Linked DNA regions of Danio rerio: region 2 is linked to region 1. A link is a contact called in public HiCAR-type data. All regions are on one chromosome and are shown on one strand. Each heading gives the region's core, a stretch centred on a gene start, on an enhancer-like site or on the middle of the called end of the contact. The rest is flanking DNA. Distances are from core to core; before and after follow the strand shown. Region 1 has its middle 100 kb from the start of tbl1xr1a. Region 2 overlaps si:ch211-51h4.2.

Region 1 (7,815 bases), core at 3,742-6,241:
CACTGCGTAAAAAACGTTCTGGATAAGTTGGCAGTTCATTCCAATGTGGCGACCCTGAATTAATAAAGGGACTGTAAATTAAAAAAAAGTAAATTAATAAATGAATGAATAATTACATTTCTGGTGACAAAAAAAGGTTGTCATTACTAGCGTTGCCTTGGTCACCACTGTTGTAACTGCTGGCGATTTGTTGCTTTGTGGCCCTGCAGTTGCTGAATAACACAACAAAACATTTGTTGTTTGTTCATCCATGCACCACTATTACAGGAATACTAACTAAGTACACAAATCACAATGTGTACAAGCAGTGCAGCCATCATTGTAAAGGTGAGGGGACAAAATGTTAATTGTTATACCGGTTTGTTTATTTCTTATTTTTATTAAGGTCAAACTTTTCAATCCAGTTTCATTTGTTTAGGTTAGTTTATGTATTTACCAACATTAACTAATAATGGACAATACTTGTAGTTCAACATCTGACAATGTATTAATTCATTCATTCATTCATTTTCTTGTCGGCTTAGTCCCTTTATTAATCCGGGGTCGCCATAGCGGAGTGAACTGCCAACTTATCCAGCAAGTTTTTACGCAGCGCATGCCCTTCCAGCCACAACCCATCTCTGGGAAACATCCACACACGCACATTCACACACACACTCATACACTATGGACAATTTAGCCTACCCAATTCACCTGTACCGCATGTCTTTGGACTGTGGGGGAAACCGGAGCACCCGGAGGAAACCGACGCGAACGCAGGGAGAACATGCAAACTCCAATCAGAAACGGCAACTGAGCCGAGGCTCGACCCAGCGACCTTCTTGCTGTGAAGCGGCAGCACTACCTACTGCACCACTGCTTTGCCACAATGTATTTATAAAATCCAAATTCAAGATTATGTGAGGGATAAAGTACATCCAGAAGGTTGTTATTGCAGAAAAAAACACGAACGGCTTTTCAGCGGTCCGACGCAAAGTCTGAAGAAGGGTTGTTGTATAAGACTGAAGAGCCTAATTGTACAAATCAACTATCCTGGATGTCTTGTATCACACTTATCACATGGCTACTTGCCACAGAACATAAACATTAGACATAAAACATTGTTCTGAGCTGTAGTAGTATATTAACTCTTTAATTAAACGCAATGCTGACAGAAATTTAAGCTGATGGAGCGTACACTAACTTCTATGTTATTCAGTCACAAGATAGCAACAGTCAAAAACTAAAAGCTAACAGAAACTAAACTAACTGGATGAATTATAGACTAACCTACACCATATTCATTCACAAAACGACACCAAACAGTCAAAACCACAGCATGAAAGATATACAGCAAGCAGATATACATGAATGTGGATGCAAGCATGACAGCAAGCAGATATACATGAATGTGGATGCAAATATATTGATTTGATGGTATTTACTGGCATTCAAGATGATTCTAAGTTCCCAGATGAGTTTGTGTTATTTAGTGATTGTTATCTCGGAATAACATACCTTGGAATGCTGAGACTGACCAATCAGAGTCAAGTATTTTAGACAGCTGTATAATAGCATTAGTTAATGCACTGTGAGTTGGAATAAGCTAACAGTGAACAGCTTGAACGTTAACGAAGACGATAAATATTGTAATAAATTTATTGCTTCATTGTTTGTTCAAGTTAGTGAATCCATTACATAATTTAATTGTTTAAAGCATACTTTAAACTCTTTGCCCTGCTCAATTGTGGTTTAACTACAGAGCACACAGCTTACGAAAGCTTCTATTTGCTTATAATGATGCTTTGAGAATTCTGTGTATAAATGTATCTGCTAGACTAATGCTTCCAGCAAAGAGACTATTGTGGGTTTTTTTTACATATAGAGGTAAGTACTACAAGCTATCAATCAGCTGTGAAGACATTGATGTTGTTGTACTTTGTAAATTGTTATAGTTTGTGTCAGATGTTATGGATTATTAATACAAATATATCTTATTATTTAATGTCATTTTTTATTGTAAACAGCCAAATAAATGTCTCATTTTTCATGTCAGTTTATGGTTAGTTATGGTGTGTGCATCAAAGAGTCTCAGACTAAAACCGGCAAATATTAAAATATAAAATGATGCTTACTTTCTGACCGCCATCCAGTTAATTTGTATAGTAAGTATATTACAGTCAATAACTTCTTTCACTTTGCCTTGGATGCATGGCTTTAGATGCACTTGATTCAGAAGCTTGAACTTCATGTACTGTATAGACCAGTAGTCACCAAACTTGCTCCTGGAGGGCCGGTGTCCTGGAGATTTTAGCTCCAACCCTAATCAAACACACCTGAATAAGCTAATCAAGGTCTTATTAGGTATACTAGAAACATCCAGGCAGGTGTGTTGAGGCAAGTTGGAGCTAAATCCTGCAGGGACACCGGCCCTCCAGGACCGAGATTGGTGACCCTTGGTATAGACTATCCGAAATAATAATTTCAAAAACACTGAATATATATATATATATATATATATATATATATATATATATATATATATATATATATATATATATATATATATATATATATAAATATATGAGCAATATGCAGTGGAACTGTTGAATAAACACGATATCATACTTGTAGCAGTGCGATATGGCTATATATCAGCATTGGTGCTAGGCGTGCATTAGCACAAGGCTGCAGGCTGATATACAGCCAAATCGCACTGCTACAAGTGTTATATTGCGTTTATTCAACAGTTCAACTGCATAATCGTGTCTAAAAACCTTTTTTTTATTAGGAACTACTTTCTTCCACCCTTCATTCACTTCTGCAGCTGACGTCAAAACAGCAGAAGCCGTTACTAATTCACCAACATCACTTTAGAGCTAGTGGTTGAATGACTATCTATAGCAGGGGTGGGCAAACACGGTTCTGGAGGGCCGGTGTCCTGCACAGTTTAGCTCCAACTCTAATCAAACACACCTGCTTATAAATTTCTAGTGATCTTGAAGACACTGATTAGCATGTTCAGGTGTGTTTGATTAGTATTACTGTGCAGGACACCAGCCCTCCCAGTTTGCCCACCCCTGCTCTATAGCGTAATGTCTAAAGTGATGACAAAACAGCTTTTATTTTTTTAAATATTTTTTTTATTTTTAAGATTATAAGACTGAACGTGACCTGAAATGCCATCTGTCTACAGAGATATCTCTCTACAGTCTATTACAGACTACAGTATTTCTCTGTTGCAATCGGTATATTGTTACGGGTACCAAGTGTCCCAGCATTTACCCGAAGACTTTTAGCAGGGAAAAAAAGGAGACAAACTTTTTCGCTCTTCCTATTGGCCTTTATGCGTTTCTCCCAAGTTCTGTCGACAATATTCATGCCAGTCAACTTTAATTTGGCATTAAGTAGGCAAAAAGAAAAGAAAAAGACGCCCAAACATCTGTCGCAAAATAAAATGTTACATTATGGAAATAAACGAATGATACAGCGGTAGAGCGACCATCACACACTTCACAGAGCTCACCAGAACTGAACTGAGCTCCCATAAATGTGTGCTTACAACTCAAAGGCAAAACAACCGCAGAAGAAGTCCTCTTAATGGGGACATAACATTTATATACAAAGCATATCAAACAATAAGCGCCTGTTACAATATGACAATAATTAACCCCTAAAAAAGCAGCGCAATAACTAAAAGACTGCTGGTGTATTTACGAGAAGGATAAACAATAAACACATGCGGGCATTTCTTCTTTCTTTCTGCCAACACAACACACATTTCTGATTTGTGAGTCCCATATCTCACACTAAGTGCACTACATTTACTTATGGTAACATTATAAATACAGCACAACAACATGCAAAAGAGAGAGATCGACTTGGAATATCACTTATCAGTTTAATAATCATTTGATCAGCTGTAGTTATGTTGTTTTTATCTTCTAATGGCTTATTATGCGGTCCTGTCGCCATCTTGTGAATGAAAACATCAACCGTCCTTGTTCGACTCTGTATGGCTGGCCAATGACCATCTTTCAAAAATTGTAAATATTTTAAAATATGTACTATTTTTATAAACAAAATGCATAGTTGCAATCTAAACGACTACATTCTTGACTAAAAAAAGTCTCAAAAGGACAATGTTGTCCAACAGCAGCAATATTTGTAGAGTGTCCTCTGCTTGTTGCTGACTGTGGGCGGAGTAATACACAAAGGTGAAATTTGAAGAGGCCTTTGTGTGCTGTTACTGGCAAAATATCGCACGGCTATCAGCAAATAAGATTCAAGAACCAGACAGAAATGTTGTTTGAAGAAATGTAACAGTTTCATTTCGACCTCCAATAAAGATTACTTTCTGTTCTTGAATCTTTTCTTTAAATGTGTGATGTTTTATACCTGCCCACAAAATTTCTTACAAATAGGCCAAATCATACACCTCCAGTACCTAGTCCTTTATACCAAAAAGGCCCACAAACAAAACAGGGCGTTTTGCAACCTTGTTTTGTGTTGCTGCCATCCTATTAGCGGCTCTATCGTGATCCGTGACACATATATAAAAGGAACCGGCTGCTGCTTCGACTCAACTCTCATGTAACAATAAATGCTAATGGTTTCCATGGCAACCGTTTATTTTGCTCCATAAACAAAGTCTTTGAAGACTAGCTAATGCATAACATTTGGACGATTGCTACTAAACTACAAAAACACGAAATACTTCTGAATCCAACATCAGCATACAAATGTTGATCCCAGGGTTAGCGTATAAGATGGCTATAAACAGGGAAATGACAATTACAGTGTTTCAAAGCGTTTCAGTCATTTTGAAGGAAATCTGGACTGAACCAGCAGCTGTCTGTGCGTGTTTGGAATAAACGGCCCGCACAGATGGACGAGCACTATGCATTTTAGGAAGCACTCAAACATCACAGCGATCACAGCCTTCGCCGCCCCGCTCTGCACAGCCACATTAAGCAGGCTTAGCTGAATGTAGGTGAAAGGGCTTTCTCTCTCCAAGCGGCTCCCGCAGAGGAAGGAAAGAGAGGGGGAAGGGACTTTGTGGCGTACTGAGGAAAAGCGGGAAGGAAAGATCATGGCCATTTTAGTTCTGACTGAAGGCAGCTTGACAGGTTTGTCTGCACAAGGAGAGTCACAGCACATGTGCTCCTAATAAAGTCAGGCATCCCCATACAAAAAAAAAAATGTCACAATGATAACGTTTAATATGAAGAACAAGCCCTGACAGATCAAGGAAGGTTTTTTTTGTGTCATCCGAGCACTTGCCGATTAAAATACACCCTTGTCTTGCACAAACAGAATGAATCCTGTATTGCCTGTGGCTTCGAAATGTAATCGATCAAAGGTACGTGTTGTCTGTAACTGACTTTGACACCACAATCAAGAGTGTTTATCTATGTTCATCATAATGCAAACATTCCTTATGATTAATGACTGTCTACTGTGTCTTGAAGCACAGCACTTTCTTTTTTTTTTCCTATGAAGGATGAGTGTGATTATCAAGCAGAATCTACTCTTTGTCATCTGAATTACATGTTTCATAAGTTGTTGACGTCATAACGTGATTATCATGAATGAGGGATTTTTTCCTGAAGCCTAAATCAGTGCTCGACGCAGCAGATGTGTGCGTTTCGTTTCATTTTCAGAAATGTCTTGCACTGGATGAAACGAGGTATCCCTTGTTTTCATGTCAGCTTTAAAGCTGAGCATTCTAGAAATTCAAAGTATGTTTTAACTAAATTAAATGTTTTGATCTGTTGTGATGCTACATGTGTCCTTTAGTGGTTAGTAGTGAGTTAATAATCTGTTGGGAAATGTTTACCCTTAAATGATACTTTATAGAAATGAAGGAGATAAAAAAATAACAACATCAAAAAACAAAAAAACACAGCTGGGTTGACAAGCGCTTGTTGGATGGTCTTAAAAGATATGCAACTACTTTAAATAATAGCAATGTGATATTCTGCAATTACAGCACTCATACAGCCTCCTTTATGGTGGCCGAGAGAGCTTAACACACTGCAATTTCAGAAAGCACCTGCAATTACAAAAAACACCACCAAATAAAGAAACGCTCTTTATTAACCTGACAGCACACATGTTGCATCTAGTCACAACACAAACAACTAAAGAAACGCGCAGCTTATTGGTCACAACACTTGAAAATACTCCACGTAACACAACGGAAATCAGACATCCCAAGTTGGAAAGAGTCATTTCCGGAGGATACAGAGTTGATTTGCGGGAGGTAGCGCATTAGTGGGTACATGAAGAGCGGGGGCAGGGTGGGGGAAAGGGGGTGACGTATCTGTAAAGGGGGGGCGTGTGCGGGAGACGTACTTGAAGAGTGATGGGGGTGAGTTGCGCGCGACGTACCTGAAGAACGGTGGGGGTGAGTTGCGGGAGACGTACCTGAAGAACGGTGGGGGTGAGTTGCGGGAGACGTACCTGAAGAACGGTGGGGGTGAGTTGCGGGAGACGTACCTGAAGAACGGTGGGGGTGAGTTGCGGGAGACGTACCTGAAGAGCTAGTAGGGATGCAGTGGAGAGAGGGGTGTGCAACATATTTTAGGGCCGGGCAGGAGACGCGTGATTTCCGGGAAATTATGATTCATTTGCGGGCATCCGAGAGTGTCTATGCATTTTAGGCATACTCCCGCAACTTCCGGGAGACTTGGGATGTCTGGGAAATGTTTCAAGGGGACCCAAAAGCATGACGGACCCAGCTGAGATATGGATGGGTTATGTCGTGTTATCAGGATATTAAAATAAACAACAAACAACTCACCTTTCAAAGACCACCAAACACTTAACTGAGCAACAGTCACGGCATAATAACACATCCATATCTCAGCAGGGTCTGTCATGTTTTTTGGGGCAAATTTCCCCCCTGGCCTCTGTCCATCATGGTCTCCTAACCCTCCCCATATTATAATTAGCTTCATCACTCTGTCTCCTCTTCACCAATCAGCTGGAGTGTGGTGTGGCGCAAAATGGCTGTCGTCGCATCATCCAGGTGAATGCTGCACACTGGTGGTGAACGAGATGTCCTCCTGTGTGTAAATTGCTTTGAGCGCCCAGAAAAGCACAATATAAAATGTGAGGAATTATTATTATTTATTATTATACTATATTTTTGAGTAAGCGCTTAAGTGCATAGTGTACCATTTTGGATGCAGTGATTGTGAAGGAATCATGTTCTGTTGTGCATTTCATTTTGCCGTAGATTTTTAGCACTTTGAACTTATATTGAAGTGAAGAACGTGTAGAATAATGGTGTTGTTTATTGTGCACACAAAATAATTACCATAGATTCATAACAATATGATTCAACCAGGAGACAAATGAAGTTTTTGGTATCTTTTGGAACACTGAAAGTCTCACAACATTTGTTGTACATGGAGGGTCAGAGAGCTCTCAGATTTTATCCGAAATATCTTTATTTGAGTTCCTAAGATGAATTGAAGGTCTCAGGGTCTTGGAAGTACATTAATTAAAAATGTATTTTTTGCACTTAAGTGTTAACAGCACCACCTAGAGCACCTATCCTCCCATTAGTATTTTCTAATCTTGATGTGTATAAACAGTCCTTGTAGTCCTAAATGATCCAGACTATCTAAGAACCTGTGCTGACCGGCAAGATCTCATTTTCTCATAGATCTTCAACAGATCACTGGAACAGCACAACGTTCCGTCCTGCTTTAAGCGCTTTACCATCATCCCAATCCCGTAGAAGCCAAAGATCACTTGACTCAATGACTACAGACCTGTTGCCATCTTAACATCTGTGGCCATGAAGTCATTCGAAAGACTGGTGCT
Region 2 (7,815 bases), core at 2,379-4,878, 200 kb after region 1:
GACTGAAGTTTAATCTTTTTATTGCCTGTGTCAATTTGGGTGTCAACTTTTGACGAATGCGGGGAACTGATGCGCGCAGCACCGTCACAGAGAGAGCAAGTGCCGCGAAAGCAGAGGGAGCGATTGCGCGTGACACCTAGAGCATGCGAGAGAGGCATTCCTTTGCCTTTTTGAGCCCTCAAATGTGTCATTAAGTTTGACATGTTTCCTCCTTACACGCAACTTTTGTAAAGCACATTGCTGTATCACAATCCTTGCTTGTAAAATACGCTTTAAAATGCTTATTTTAAGTAAATTTGATGAACGCGATCATGCATGCTGATTTGAAGAGAGTCGCTCTCGCTCACCGAAAACCAGGCTGAATGCGATGTACTGAGCCCGTCCGTTGCCTAGCGACAATAACAAATGCCTGACATTGCCTGTCTGTATTCCTCCAAGTGTTTAAAATAAAATGTTTACAGATGGTTTGACACAACGCATGTATGCCTTCGATGCACCCCTTTCATGCTTCTTGCGTCCTTGTCGCAGCACCGAAATTAATTTGCTGATTTAATCCGGTACATACCGGTTACCAAGGTATTGGTGCTATAATGGCAACAGGTTTCGGTACCCAACCCTAGTGAGGATATATTGTACAATATTTATATGTAATTAAAAAACATTTAATAATGTCAGATTGTACATTGTTAAAATTATTCAAAGGTACTGCTAGAAAATATCAACAAAACTGATGGTGAAATGTTAATGGCATTAGTATCCACTGCTGACATTTGCTTTATATGATTCCCTTGAACCGTAGTGTGGTGCTTAGAAAACATTGCTCTGTTTGTTTACTCAGCCTGACACCACAGCTTTGGCTCAAGCAATAATGTTCATTTTCAGCAGGACTACCTCTTGATACCCCCCCACATCTGCTCTAATGTGCTTGAATGCATTTTAAAAGCAATAATTTACACTACGCACAGAAAAGTCTTCGCCAAGCTGTTTATCTCTCCGTAATATCACTCGAAAAGCAGGTCAGACATAATCCTCACAATTCACGGCACTCTTGAGACTGATTTCGAAAGCTCAGACTTTTGGGATATTTTCTTTTGTGCTTAATTGGTGGAAGAGGAACACTGACTGTGAAGGGTGTCTTGAGGAATTTGCGTCCAACGGTCAGTGTTACACAAGAACACAAGCTCTCCAGGCTTCTCATTGTTCACTGAGGCCCTCAGAGGTTCGAGAGGATCAAGTTCACTGTTGTCAAGGGAGTCGTGTGAAAAGCTCAGAGCTCCACTGCCAAACACGCACACACATGCACATGCACGCACACACACAAACACATCGGAAGGTGTAATCAGCCTCTTCTGTACGGTTAAAAGTGTGTAGGTTTTCAATGCTGAAAGACTTTCTCCTCCCAGTTGAATGAGCCGACTGTAAGTAAGCCATCTGTGTGTTGACTTACTGAAGAGTGTAAACATTGTGGCTCTGTGGCGCTTTCAAAATATTGCTCTGTTTGCATCATCAGCCTGATGTGTTGGTCTTTAGTCTCGGATCATCTGACAAAGTTGGTTCATGTTAAAATGCCATGTGGTTGGGTTGTCTTTGTTATATGTTTTATTTCATAAACTCATGGTAACGTTTTAAATTATTGTCTATGTATTTACTAGTATGAACAATAAATTTAGGATTCAGCTTTTATTCCTCTTTGTTGATGTTAGTAAATGAAAATAAAGTTGTTCATTGTTTACGAACGTTAGTACAAGGCTCTATGGAATATTCGATTCTGATTGGTCAGTCACGACAGTCCAAGGTATGTTATTCCTAGTTAACAACCGCAGAAAGTAATAGCACAGGCTCATCTGGCTCAGGCTCATGTTCACCTAATATGTTTACATTCACATTAAAGGCTGATTTATACTTCTGTGTCGAGTGATCGGCACCTGCCTTGCACGTAGTCTTACATTTACACTTCTACACTCTGCAATAACACTTCCGAAATGCTAGCTGGCAGAAGGTGTATATATTTCCCTTTGTCGAGTTTCTTCAAGGGTGTTTTGTTTTTTCCGAATTTCCGAAGTAGCTAAAACGTACTAATTTAGAGGCAGGAACCAGTGGACGTGCAACAACTTTAATCACAAGGTAAACACAAAGCTAAAGTTTCCATTTGGAGCTCCTTCACGGTTCTCCATTGGGTTTGCGGCTCTCTGTACCACCCACCCTCATCACTTCTACCAAGCTGACCAATCACAGAGTTGGCAATGCACGTCATTGCGATGTGTAGTTACATTTTTTGTGAGGGGTGCATCGTTGAGGGCTATTTAAAGGCTGCACCAAACCATACACCAGAAGTACAAGTTAGCCTTAATTGTTAGGTTTCATCTTGTGACAGAATAATACAGAGGTTAGTGTATATTCCGTTCAGCCATTTTTGTTTTTGTTAGCATTTGATTAAAGTTTAAAACTATTATTGCTCTGAACAACGTTTTTTTTTTTTACATATTTCGCAAAATAAATTCCTTTGCTTTGCATTAGCCTGTGTTTAGGCCTGTCTCGATATCTATTTTTTTGTTATAAAAAATATAAAATTACAATGCAAGTACACTCTTCTAAAGAACGCATAACATTTTATTCCTAAAAAATTAAATTAAATTATAGGTCATTTAACTTTTTAATAATTAGGCAATGGAATCAGAATGTGATGATACATATCCTAAATAAATAATAATAAATGTTGACAAAAGCGCTGGGTAAAATGCAACAGAGGCTGTGATATCTGTGACCAGATCTATTTTATAGTAACTTTATAGTACTTTTACAGTACTTTATAGTAACTACTATAGTGTTTTATTAATCATACTGACACATCCAATAGAGATGTCCGTACAACTCCAATAGAGACATCCATTAAATATTACACAGTCGGCTAAAATGTTGCTAGAATTGTTTTATGTATGGGCGATATATATTGCATCACCAAAAATGATTGAGGTCATGTCCATGTGTTGTGCGATAAGTGGATATATTGATTATTGTGTCAGGCCTAGTTGTATTCTACAATAACAACCGCCTGGATGTGCTTTATCCCTCACTTAACAAGCATAACGTTGGATTTTAATAATGCATCAGTAAATTAATGAATCCAAGTTGTCTTTTTCTTTTGCATTTACACATTTATAAATCTTTCTCATTAAAATCAACCAATGTTTGAGGAATATTGTATTTTCAATTGCACATGTTAAGTGACTAAAACTCGCAGCACTTGCAAAGGAGTTTGTGTGGATCAGTTAATGTGAACAGTCCTTTCCGAGACACTGAAAACACATTACAAACTCTACTACATCCAATTACATATGCATCATTACATTTTATTTTTATTTAAAAAACAACACTGGACCATGTGGCATTCTCATATTTAGTTAGAATTACGTACAAAAATGTAACTCAGATTTTATTATTTTTTTTAAACAAGAATCGTTACACCTTTTCTATTTTTTGCAACTTGTGTCTAACAACAGTCGTGAACAGCAGGCAAATGGCTAGATTTGTAAACCCTCCTTCTGGCCTCTTTTGACATAATCCCTATGAAGTGGTCTGTTATCAGTCTGTAACCCGATAGTCATCCGTCACACCTTTCACCCAAACTAGTTGAATAGCATTTCCTGTCAGACTTCCCCCTTCAGCCTTGAATAACACAGAACAAACTCCCTCACCCCGTGTGCGTGCCTTCATTCCACTGTTACGCAACTCACACCGCCTTTGATTATACAATGAAGATTACTCTACACACCAAGCATCCTCAAGTGCACCAAAATGTCGTCCAAGCCAGAGGACGCATCACGATATTTGCATTCCCAATGGCGATTTACGAGACACAGATGGCGATATATCTCACAGCGGTCCCTGTTTGCTGTGACCCGCTTCGATAAAAGCTCTTTCTGTGTCACGTCTATGAGGGAATTTCCCCACCCGTGGTTTCTTTACTTGAACTAATGTTGCTGACTGTAAATGCCTGGAGTTCCCTGCTCTGTTTTACAGGCTTGGTGGTCTTGACGAGCAGGACTGATTTATTGGTCCTCCTCGGTATCGACTCAGCCGCTCGATAATATAGATGAGCACTCTGCACTGTTGCAGAGATTTAATTTGGCTATGCTGTGAGATAAAACGCATCGATCCGGTGGCACCGTTTGGCCTGATTTGATTGGTCGCTGCAGCAGCTCTGTTATCTGATTGGCTCTGACGCTGCCTTTTGATGATGTGCTCCTATTTGCATGCGTTTGCATAATTTATGAAGGGAATGCAAGACGGCCGGCTCCAATGTTTGAGGCTAAATGTTAGTCAAAAACGAGCTTTAGGAGAGAGCAGGTAGGTGTTACATCACATGGTGGCACAGTTTAGAAATAGAACAAAACCTCACCTCTCAAAAACGAGCAAGAACTGAGGAGACGACAAGCTATCCTTCTCGCTAACAAACCACATCCTTTGACTGCAACGGGGAAACACTTTCCACTTCACTTCTCTATATAAATGAGGATGTGATCTGGAGTGGCAGACACAGAGGTCGCCAGGAAATGGGTCACTTTTTTAGAATTAGCCCACTTGTGGTTACGCAGCATTTCAATGTGGAACTGAAAATATGTTTGTGCTTGGGGATGCTGTTTTCTGGAGGAAGTCCGAATGCTGAGCAGATATAGTGATATAGAGTGTTGCATGAATAAACAACCTTAAAGTTGACCAGTTTCTTGTGAATGAAAAATGTTGCTTGTTCATAATAATGCACAAGCCTGATTGACCAAATCTAGATGAATTACTCCAATCGCTTGGTTGCTTCATTTCCATTGAATGCTTCAGTAAGCTATGGTATGACACTGAATAGGTCACCTTTATTAGGCTTGTGTCTCTACTGCCAAAAGGTATGAATGGTATCCTTTCGGTGGGCGTGGTTTAGGACAAAAAATTGCAGTCGACGTCATTCTCGCTCAAGGAAATGTCAAAGTAAAGCTTTACAGGTCGTTCACATATCATATACAAAACAGATGCTTTATACACATAAACAGGCCAACTTGTGTATAAATGTTAATAACTAAACTTTATATGAACATGATTGGACTATGGCTGCAGATCAATGATAATTCGAAATAGTATTGTAACGTCTGATATTTTATATATTTATATATACTGTATAAGGGTTGTCGCAATACCATTAATTCACATTACTATACTATACCAGCTAAAGTATTGTGATACCAAGTATAATTGCGCTACTGCAATTCATAACTCAAATCTATAAAATAAAGTAAATTGTTAAATACTGTATATTATGTTATAATAGGTGTACTTGATTTAAATGTAGAATTCCCTTATTATTGAAAACAGTATTTGTACAGCACTTCCCACTAAAATGCATTAGTTCTATTTGTTTATTTTGTAGATAACTGACCAACAAAAAATACAATAAAATAAAGATACAAATTATACAGAACAATTTTTTTTTACAAAACGAGCAAATTAGGGTATATGAAACGGTCAAAAATAGTTTTTAACTTTTTCTGTAGCTCTTTTGGGTTTTCATCTATTGTTTTTTTTTCAGTCTTATTAGATAAGAATTGAAAGTAATTCAAAATTTCACTGTGAGTTGTTCTTTTTAAGAGATTGTTGCGTTTTTTGTAGCTAGTAAATCATATTGACAGAAACAGAAATTAACTGATTCAGATGTACGTTCGAATTGAAGCATCAGAAAACGTGCAATAGGCTACCATAAAAATTGTACAAAGCTTTGCAACTTTAAAGGGCTCCACAGACTTTTCAAATAAAATGGTCTATTGTTGCAGAAACGTGTGAGCATTTTAGTCACTTTATTGTAGATAGGCTGTTAATGACAATACTACCGTTTACAAACTACAGTGGTACAACCAGTATTTTGGAGCCATAGAGTCACCATACTACCATAGTACTGCTAAACTGTACAACATACACACACACACACACACACACACACACACACACACACACACACACATATATTTATGACGTGACGTGCTGACTGACTGGCTGAAAGGCCAGCAAACACGACGTATAGCCGTTTCACTTTACTTCAGGATGTATTAATGCTACTCTGTAGGTCTATTAGAGTAGTGGTCCTCAACCTTTTTCATACTGGGGGGAGGGGTGAAACAAGCGTGTGCACGTCTAGAATGTGCTAACGTGAGATGTCTGCTTTAGCCAATCAGAACAGTCAGACGCGTTCACGTCCGCGCGGATTATGAGAATAAAAGCCTTTGAATATTTTTCCAGACACATTTAGCTGATAGAAATTAGTCAGATAACGTTTATATGTTCATCTTAATGCCAACCGTGTAAATAATTATCGATAAGATGCTTATGATAAGCCGTTGTTTGTTTACCTTCAAGCTTTGCGTGTGCCCGTGAAACAGCCCGTGAGCGCCAGAACACACATATCATGTACATCTTGACATGGCAACAGGGTTTTCAGCGCTGTGTTAGCGATCTCTGGGTATTCTGCCATTACTTTAATCCAGAACACCGGCAGAGTTGTTGTCTTGAACACTGTTTTAAGGCCGCTGTCATTTACGATCTTCAGCAGTTGGTCTTCTTTTTGCACGGACATTCTGGATTCAGCTGGTTTGTTGACAAATGGGTCACGTATCCATTCCCTAGCCGTTTGTGGGTCCTTTGAGGTTGGGAAGTAGCGCTCAAACTCCTTCAACAGTGAATACTGATGATCGTGCACCAGCTTGGTGAGTGAGGGCGCAGGCTTAGTCTCACACAAAATCCCCGCTAATGTTTGAAACATGTCCAATATGCCTCAGTTTGGCTTTAAATGTAGCAACTTTATCTGGCAACTTAAAGATAATTAATTCTTGTGCGGCCCGGTACTGTGGCCCGGGGGTTGGGGACCACTGTATTAGAGACATTCATAAACATTCCTAGCAAATCTAATAAATGCTGGAGACATCCTCGTTACATAAACGCACTAAATCGCACTCAGCAGCATTTGTTTGAGAGCGCACAAGAAGATCTGCGCGCTCTTGAAGCGACTTATATTTGAGGTCGCGTGCAAGATGTTTTGTGCACAAGCAGAGGAAATCGTTAAGCAGAGATTCACATGCTCGTACATGTAGGTAATTACATAAATGCGATCTTGACTTCTAATACTGCGCTCAAGACATTTGTCAATGAAATAACGCCACAGGTATTTGGTATATCTGTGTAAAAAAAAGGCCTGCCGCCACAGCTGGAAAAAAATCCTAGAGGAAACACTGTGATGTATTGTTACACATTTCAGGGATTTTTAAAATCTGTTTAAGTTGTATAATGCAAAATAAAAATATCTTATTTTAGGTGTGTAACAATTTAAAAGAGCTTTCATACATCAAAAATAAATAAATAAATAAAATAATAGTGTAGCTTTGTTTCTTTTTTTAGACAGTAAAATGTATCCAGCTGTATTTTTTATCTGAGAAATTAAGTGTTTTACATGTTTTGTTTTCTGCTTCAAGAAGTCTACCGTTCAGCAGACATGTTAAAATTGTGGTTAAATATAGAGCATGCTATTTGAAGAAATTCAGCAAAAAAACAGAGCAGTGTCCTTGAGAATGAAATGTGTTAACTGTTCCCTTTATATCACAATAAATCGAACAGTTTAATCATGTAAAAAAACTGTCAAATCTAGGTCAGTTTTAATTTCAACTAAACCCTCCTGTGCTAAAGTTGTAAATGCATCTCAATGTGTGAACTGACATTTTGGCAGCTCTGTAAGGCCAGTCAAATTGAATCTGAGTCACAAACTCAAGTAAACACAAGTATTTTGTA

The links. HiCAR-type assays count read pairs that join an accessible place to other places.
Region 2: a HiCAR-type map of caudal fin shows a contact between it and region 1, with 6 times the contacts expected there. The contact joins two enhancer-like sites. A contact is called at or near these places in 2 of 18 Hi-C or Micro-C datasets (caudal fin and an unstated tissue) and 1 of 4 datasets of contacts at active chromatin or transcription factors (caudal fin).

Annotation. Positions count from the first base shown.
Region 1 is chr11:8,691,125-8,698,939 of GRCz12tu, forward strand. No RefSeq gene overlaps it. Among named protein-coding and RNA genes, the nearest start is that of tbl1xr1a, 100 kb to the right of the region's middle. Within about 2 kb of position 4,992, at least 52 of the 62 cell types and tissues checked have an H3K27ac peak or open chromatin away from gene starts, as enhancers often do. A contact at or near this core is called in caudal fin, where this site is marked.
Region 2 is chr11:8,888,828-8,896,642 of GRCz12tu, forward strand. All of the region lies in intron 18 of si:ch211-51h4.2, which reads right to left. All of the region lies in intron 3 of tbl1xr1a (TBL1X/Y related 1a), which reads left to right. Among named protein-coding and RNA genes, the nearest start is that of tbl1xr1a, 94 kb to the left of the region's middle. Within about 2 kb of position 3,629, at least 39 of the 62 cell types and tissues checked have an H3K27ac peak or open chromatin away from gene starts, as enhancers often do. A contact at or near this core is called in caudal fin, where this site is marked.